Linked DNA regions of Canis lupus: region 2 is linked to region 1. The links are chromatin contacts, called in public Hi-C maps. All regions are on one chromosome and are shown on one strand. Each heading gives the region's core, a stretch centred on a gene start, on an enhancer-like site or on the middle of the called end of the contact. The rest is flanking DNA. Distances are from core to core; before and after follow the strand shown. Region 1 has its middle 91 kb from the start of MEDAG. Region 2 holds the start of USPL1 (SUMO-specific isopeptidase USPL1).

Region 1 (4,133 bases), core at 1,079-3,578:
GTGTAAGGGAAAAGTTTCATATTGATTACATTTGTATTCATGTGACGCTTTCAAACTCGCTAGACAGGAATCCCTTCGCAGAACAAGGGACACACCCCAGAACCTTCCACTGTAAGCTCAGAGACCCGGCTAATGGAAAGCGGGTGGCACCTCACAGCAGTGGGGCCTCCCCTTCCTCCTCCAGCTCCCTCCAGCTTTCCAGACAGCCTGGCGGGCTGACAGTGTACCCTCAGCCTTCTCCCACACGTCCCTCGTCTCTGAGGAAAACAACAGCATTATTAATTCAGGCACTGGTAAGAATGTGCAGGGGCTGGGGCAGGCTCCTAGCACAGGAGCGCTTTGAAGATAGAGCACTGAGGCAGCCGGGGGAGCTGAAAGGCTCTTAGCCCAGCAAGAAAACCCCCCCCCCAAAAAAACAAAAAAACTCATCTGGTTTCTTTAACTCCTTGGCTGGCCTCAGGCCTCCTACCTCAAGGCCTAATGCGGCTGGGCTGGTCACTGTGGGTTCTGTGAATGGCCGAAGTCTGATGACTTCATAGATATAGATATGCCCCCTCATTCTGAGCACTTTTCTGTGTGCCAGCAAAAAACTTTCCATGATTGACTCACTTAAACCTCAAATATCTCTGTGGGGTAGGATTAATAGGGTTTTCTACTCTGTTGAGGAAACTAAGTCACAAAGAGGTAAGAAACCTACTGAGATCACACCACGAGTCAGAAGAGGAGCTGGGAATGTACCCAAAGCCATTTGACACCAGTGTCTAGCTTCTTGACCACTGGTGGATCCAGAGCCAGGACAGATAGGGATTAAAAAAAAAAAAAAAAAAAAAAGCACAGATCCACACTACCTGGGCTCAAATCCCACCTCTGCTGCTCTTTGGCTGTGTGATTTTAGCAGGTTGCTAAACCTCTGTGCATCGGGTGCTTTAAGTTTACATTGAGAGTAATAATAGGACCTATCGCATGGGATTGCGTGTGGATTGAATCAGTTACTACGCGCGAGTGTTTCATGGTGGCCTGGTATATAATAAGTGCTGTGTGTCTGTTCCAAGTCCTACAATGCCACTTCCTATTCCTGCATAAACCTGTATTGCTGGCTCCTTTCTCCACCTGCTAACGGCAGACATCTAATCCCCTGCAAACCCAAGTCAGTTATTTTGGGAAGGAGGAGGACCTTTTGGAAGAGGCCCTAGAAGATGCCACTTCATAGATACCTTCTGTTTCTTGCCATCGGGACACTGTTCGGTGACACTCACTTCCAAAGCCAACTACTTCGAAGGTGCCTAAAGCCCTGCCCCCAGAGCTAGTGGGCCCCATGGTCTCCTGAGATAATGTGGGGCCCTCCCCCACCCCTGCCAGATGGGCAACTGGGCCCCGGCACTCCTGGGCGAGCCAGTTCTGCTCTCTGAGCCCTCATTGTGCCAGAGCCATATGGGGCCAAGCCGGGCAGCCTGCCTTCAGGGCCTTGCCGAGCACTTAAGGGAATTGGCTTCCTATTTTTTTCTCACAGAATCCATGAGCTCATGGGAGGCTGGGCTGAGGGTCAGATCTGACCAGAAATTAATATTAAGTCCTCTCCAAAAGCTTGAAGCTGTCATTATCCCTCCCCCTCCCGCCTCCCCCCTCCCCCAGCCCTCCAGTCCCCACACCACCCCCATCTCCCTCAAGTCAGGGGTTCTCAAGGAGATTTAAAAGGCCTCTGGGATGCCTGGGAGGTCTGCAGTCTGAAACTGAATGTGTGCGCGGGCATTTCCTGGGAAGACTTCCACGGTTATTAGCATGTTCTCCAAAGGGGTTTACGATCCCCCAAATGTCAGGGACCCTAGCTTCCATAGGACAAGTCAATCTATTGGGTTGGGCTCTCCAAGAAAGGCCCTAAGCTGGAGTTGGGCATGCAGGCAGTAGCTGAGAAACTCCAGCGGGAGAGATGGGGGCGGGGTGGGGTGGGGGTGGGGGAAGCAGAATATGGGGGGCGGGCAGGCAGAAGAGAACCTAACCAGAAGCTGCCCACTGGGATTCTGGAGTAGAGGAGTCCTGTGCTGGGCAGAAGCGCTGGAGCCCTGGACCACAGCGATGCTCTCATATTGGCCTGGGCAGCCTTCAGAAGTTTAGGGCCTGGTCTGACAGCTGAGGCACACTCTGAAGGAGCTGACAGCTGGAGGCTGGCTGCAGGCCACGCTCATTGTAAGTGGGGCTTGAGCTATTTGTGGAAGGGGGTCTGGGTGGTGCATCCCTGCACCCACTAGGTGCCCTGGGCAGCCACTGCACACAGTCCCTGGCTGGTCCACCTTGCAGTCCAATCAGACCTACCCAGGCAGATCCAAATCCTACAAGCGGCCCCGCCTAAGCCAGGCCAGGGGCCCCTCATCCTTGACCTATACACAGGAGCCCCAGAGACCTGGGCCCTGAACTTGACCTGAGGAGGAGAGCTAGGGAGATGCCGGGCAGGAGAAGCAAGCTGTAGAGGGAATGGATTGTATGCTTGATGGTTGTTTAAAAATTGGAGTACGTTTTCTCGTGGAAATCCTATTAGGAATGGTTTCCGGGTTTATTTGCAAAAACCTATCGAATTCACAGCGATGCTGAAGGGTCATCCTGAGGTCGGAGACCGTTAGACCCCCATCCCGAGCTGCTCTGAGCAGCGGTGCCTCCGCGGAGGACAAGGGACAGCTGCCAGCATCGGGGGCAGACGCAGTCGGGGGAAGCCCGGAGGGCAGGGGCGTCCCGGGACCGCGGCGGCGAGGGCGAGGGCGAGGGCGAGGGCGAGGGCGAGGGCGAGGGCGAGGGCGAGGGGGAGGGCGAGGGCGAGGGGGAGCGGCGGCGGCGGCGGCGGCGCACGGAGAGTCGTGGCCCACGGGGACCCCAGGTGCGGAGGGGGCCCTGCGGCGAAGGGGCGCCGTCCGAGCAGGGAGGCTGGGCCGCCCCTTTCCTCCGCGGGCGTCCCGCCGGCCCTCAGCCCAGGCCCACCTTCCATCGCCCTCCGGGAAAGGCGCGGCCGGGCGGAGGAGCGCCCCGTAACCTCCGTAACCTCCGGCTTCTCCTCCCCGAGCGCCCGCAGCGCCAGAGCGCGCCCGGCGGGGGCGGGGAGCGGGGAACGTTCTGGAAGCGGCCACTAGAGGGCGCGTCCGCCCTTCCCTACCCCCGGAGCGGGCGCCAGAGAGGGCGCGGGAGGCCCGCTCCCCTTCCCCTTGCCCCCTGCTGGGAAGGCTGCGCCCCAGGTGCCCTCCTGCAGGGGCGAGCTCCAGGCTGCTATTAAAGGGAACGGCTTGCTTATCCTCTAACGTGAAGACGCTTCCACAAGGCATCACTTAAACACGCCTAATGTGATCCGAGTGGGAAAACATCTGAAGGATAGAATGTAGAGTTGTCAGCATTTAAAAACATCAGACCACCCACCGGGGCCTCTGTGGTGTGTGTAGACTGGTCCTGGGGAAGGCCTCGGGGTGCTGTCCCCTCTCCAGACAGGCTGAAGGCTGGGGCTTGCCCAGGTGTGGTGCCCATGGACTCCAGACACCGCGGGTAATCTGGCTTCATACTAATTTTTCTCACTGGCCCCACATGGACACTCATATTAATCCAGACGCTGGTTACAATGTGGGAGTTGAAGAAACAAGGCCACTGGTGGTATTTTCAATCCTGTCTACCTTACGTGTCGGGCAGATTCTGGAAGGTGCCATTGTCTGGACCAAAGTAGGTCCACATTGAATAAGTATGTTCCGGGTGTGGGGTGTTCAGAAGCCGGTGACACACCAAGAAAAGGGGACCTGAAATCTTAAGCACGATCCACTGTTGTGAATTCTGAACTGCTGGAGGGGATGGCCAGACCCAGGGTGCTGTACGTGATACAGAGAGCTACCTCCGAAAGGCCCTCAGGAAAAATGCCCATCTCCCCTTGGTTCCAGAAATAGTGATTTCCTAAGCAGTGGATCTGCTTTAATTTCAACACTCATATGTTTCCCCTTTTCCCTTCCTCCTGGTCCCAGCTTGTAACTCTTTGAAAGGAAGCATACCAACTTGCACCCTCAACTTTGTGTATTTCCTCACCCCACTCCTGGTTCCTTGTTAGGTCTCCACTCTTCCCGCTGCTTTCTCTCTTGCTCTGGTTTTCAGTGTGTATTAAGCTTATATTTTGT
Region 2 (4,133 bases), core at 870-3,369, 140 kb after region 1:
TTGGCTCTATCTTTAATGTACTTTAAAAAGGGAACTATAAAGGAAAAGAGTCAAACTGCTTATGGTTCCAGAGTGGCTCAAAGCATGGGCTTTATAACTGTACATCTGGGTTCAGAAATTTGTAAAACTGCTTCGTACTAACAATTTAATACAACAAAATATGTAAAATGCTTAGTACCTGAACAGACAGTATATTTTAACTCTTTATTCTGTGCTAATTTTATATTTCACTGTATGTAGCAAACATGCTGTTATCTTATAATTCTGCAGGATTCTCAAAAGAAAAATCAGTACTTTATGTATTCTGAGTAAAATGTTTCTGATGAAAATCTCTATCTGCCTGAAGGAACTAGAGAACTTTTTTGGCCTGTTTTATCTCTCAATTATAAAAGTAAAACGTAAGCCTTCAGATCGGCTCTGATCCTGATCTCAGCAGCCAACATTTCAACGGGAAAAGCAGACAGGTAGTTGAAATTCTGAATATGCAAAACCCCACAAAAGAAAATTCATTTAAGAAAATATCAAGAGGTAAGCTGTCCAGGTCTTCCAAAAACAATTTCGTTTGTCTTTTTACAAAAACCCTGGAGTGGTTCTTACAGGTTAACTTGCCCTCAGTGATGGTCTTCATTGTTCTCCCTACCAAAGTAACCTGATCCTTTTTCTTGTATCCCACCTAGATTTTGCTATCTTCCTCTCCGTAAACACACAGACTAGAAAATAGAAAATTTGAGTGGTTGTCTAAACTTTCACTCCCCACTTGTTCATGCAGTAAGTCACCAAATTCTGTGGACAGTTCTTTGGAAGCCTCAAATCCCCCCTCTCCAAGCCATCCTCACTCTATCACTGCCAAAGTGACGCTTGTAATAAGTCCGAGGTCTGCCAACGGCTCGGCTTAAATTCATCTATTTACTCCAACATCCAATGGCTCGGCTTAAAGTCATCTATTTACTCCAACCTGATTATGGAAAATTCCAAACAGCTCAGTATGAACCTGAGGATCATACTATGCATATTGCCTACTACGCTCATTGCACTCGCGACCAACCTCGCTCTCCAATCTCACCATGCTCTACTCCACTTTACCCTCAGCACCTTTCTCCAGACGCCCTTTTTTCATTACTCCCGTAAGCCACGGATACTCCCGGACGCCGACAGTGCACTACTTAGCCTCATATGAACTCAGTTACAGCACAATGAAATGTGTAAAGCTGGCCCTGGGAATGACGAAAGCCATGCAATTAAGCTTGTTTCCCAGTCCCGTGCGCACAATGGGGAGACCCAGAGAACCAGCTGCTCCGAGAAGAGCCTTAAGCCCATTGAGTTTGCACACACCCCTCCGTCTCCCCGCCAGCAGGCGGGCTCAGCACAAGAATTGGCTAAAAGGTAAAGCCACAGCAGACCCGAAGCCGAGGAAGGGGGTCGAGGGTCGGCTTTGGGCGCCCGGCCCGGCACCGAAACCCAGCCGTCCGGAATCCTAGACGCACAGGGCCAAGGCACGTTGGTTTCAAAACCCAACCTTAGAAACCCGGGGAGGCGCAGGGTTCGTTGACCCTCCCCACCTCCGCGCTCTTTGGGAGAGCGAAAAACAACACAACTCTGGTTTCTCTTCAGCATTTACCTCTCGGAGCCAAAACGAACCAGTAACTCTGTAACTGCATTAGCAGCCCTTCCCCGCGAGCCGCGTCCCAGCCCCTTCCCCCCCCCCCACCCCCGCCTAGCCCACCTTTTTGGCGCGCCGACTGCCCCACAGGCGGCCCTTCTTCCCCCGCTCCGTCCGCCTTCCCGACTTCGGGACCCGGCGGAAACTACTTCCTCTCCTCCCTCACCTGCCGCGCGCACTCCCCTTCTTGGCACCAGGTCGGTCCGCACTCCCGTTCCAGCCTGGGTCCACGACACCCTCCGCAACGTTCAACCCACGTTCCCCTCGGCCCGCTCCTCCCCCACCGGCCTCTCCGCTACAAAAGCGGCTTCCGGTCTGAGTCCGCCGCAAAAGAGTTCCCCTTCCTGCTGGGCGCGGGGCCCGAAAGGACGTCAGCGAGGCGGGGAAGACGAGAGCGGGAGCGCTTCCGGGCGGCCTCTGCAGAGGCGTGGCTGTCCGCCTAGCTGTCGCAGTCGCAGGTTTCCGCTGCGGCGACGGCTAGGGGCGGGGCCGGTGGCTGCCGAGCCCGGCATCTGTGAGTGGCTGGGTTTGGGGAGGCGACGGTTCTGGAAGCTGCTGGAAAGCGCTCGAGTGGCGGAGGTGACGCCAGCGGCCAGGGGGTGGGGCGTGATTAAAACTAGTGCGCGTCCGGCAGCGGAGGGATTACGCTGAGGAGAGAGTCCGGCGCGCGCCGCGTCGCGCCCTGGCCCGGGCGAGCCCGGGTTGGAAGCGGCCGCGGCGGAGAGTGACCTGGGTGGGTGGGCGGGCGAGGGACGGGCTCCCTGGCCTGCAGAGGTGGCGCGTGCCTGCCGCGCCGCGGCCTCGCCGGACGGGCGTGGGTCGCGCGCGGCCCCCGTACTCCGCTCTCCTAAAGCCTCGGTGCGAGCCGAGCAGCCACAGAGCGTGTGTTCACACAGGGTCACCACACACGGAGCTGCCCCTCCCTGTCTCCCCAAACCCCAGCCTCGAGGCCAGGGGCTTTTCTGCCAGGATTCTGGGGTGTTTCTCCTCCTTTCCTCCCTCCCAGATCTTCTAACGGTAAGGGGAGTAGCCAGAGCGCAGGGACGTTGCTCTCCACGACCCGTCCCGAGTGGTCAGCAGCCCGCCTGTCCCTGCTGCGCTCGTCTCAACTGCCCTGCCTTGTTCTCAGGAAGGGAGAATTCTCATTTAGTGGATAAGTGTGAGACTCTGCTTTCGCAGGAAGGTCATGTGGTTTAGGGGACATGGTGCCCGCGTGGGCTATTTCTGACCTGCGTTCTGCATCTTGGAGCAGCGTATTCGAGAAGTCCTTTTGGGCGATTGCTTTTGTGTCCTAGAGTGATACGTAGTTTCTGACCGTTTCTTCTTACAGAGTGACCACCGTTGGCATTTGGGACTGTGGGGGTATTTCTAGTGGTCTCAAAACTAAACTATATTCTGGAATAATGCTGGTAATTTTGATAGGACGGTATAGAGGACACAAGTCCTGTAACTAAGGAATTCCTCAGTAAAAAGGATTTTAGTTTTCGGTACTTAAACGACTGCATGTGGCCAAGAAATCCAATAGAGAGTTTGTTTTTCTCCAGACTGAAAAGCAGGCTGGTTAGGTTTTGTTTACCTTCTATCGTTGTACTTGATTATTAATATACTGGTATGTTTGTTGTAAGATATAGCTAGTTTTCTTTTTCAAATGAATTATGAAAATACGAGAATGTAGTATTTCCTTCTTGAAGTGATAGCCAAACTCAGAGTTTTTCCTGTTCACCGTTGCTGTTTCCATTTTTAGGATGGGAAACACTTTTTTTTTTTTTTTTTGTAATAAATGCTTGCTGAAGTGTTTGTCAGTTGAACAAAGATAATTCATTCGGTTAAAAATTGTAACTTAAATTTTAATATTGAGAAATCAACATCGCCAAACTGAATTTTGATATAATTTATAATTAAATTTGATATAATATAATGAAACGTTTGTAAAGTTGATTTATGTCTTTTAGTGCAAATTTGATTTTTTTTTTTTCTTGCCAGGAAAAAGTATGTAATAGTAACAGAAACAAAATGGATGTGGGGTTTGGGATGTGGAAAGAAAACAGGATTTTAGCATATGCTGAGTTTTGACGCCAGAGCTTTTCCCCTCTTGTAAAAGATTTAAAAAGTTCTGAAAGACTTGATAAGGTAAAAAGAATGATGGCATCATAGGACAATCCGTTAGAAGACCTTGCCTAGAAAGGCTCCTTTCATTTAAAGTAGCAGGCCCAGGTTGAGAAAAATAAATACATTTATGTTTTTTCTTTACTAGTGTATTTGAATGCCCCTTCCTATGTACACTAGTCCCAGAAAAAGAATTAAAGCAATCTCCTTGTCAGCAGTGTGGGACAGAAGTTTTATTTACCTGTTTCCAATTAAAAACTAACAATCTAATTAAAGAGATTTTATTAAGTTAATGAACAGCTACAATAGGAATATAATGTACAATTAAGGTTTTCTTTCCTTCTTTTTTTTTTTTTTTTTTTTATAA

What was found. A called contact is a pair of places that touch in the nucleus more often than the background predicts.
Region 2: a Hi-C map of amygdala shows a contact between it and region 1, with 1.9 times the contacts expected there. The contact joins the promoter of USPL1 here to the enhancer-like site in region 1. A contact is called at or near these places in 2 of 9 Hi-C or Micro-C datasets (amygdala and skin fibroblasts).

What each region holds. Positions count from the first base shown.
Region 1 is chr25:9,342,708-9,346,840 of UU_Cfam_GSD_1.0, forward strand. No RefSeq gene overlaps it. Among named protein-coding and RNA genes, the nearest start is that of MEDAG, 91 kb to the left of the region's middle. Within about 2 kb of position 2,329, at least 7 of the 20 cell types and tissues checked have an H3K27ac peak or open chromatin away from gene starts, as enhancers often do.
Region 2 is chr25:9,485,077-9,489,209 of UU_Cfam_GSD_1.0, forward strand. It overlaps USPL1 (SUMO-specific isopeptidase USPL1), which reads right to left and starts at 2,120. Exons shown (of 9, transcript XM_038573350.1): 1 at 1,827-2,120.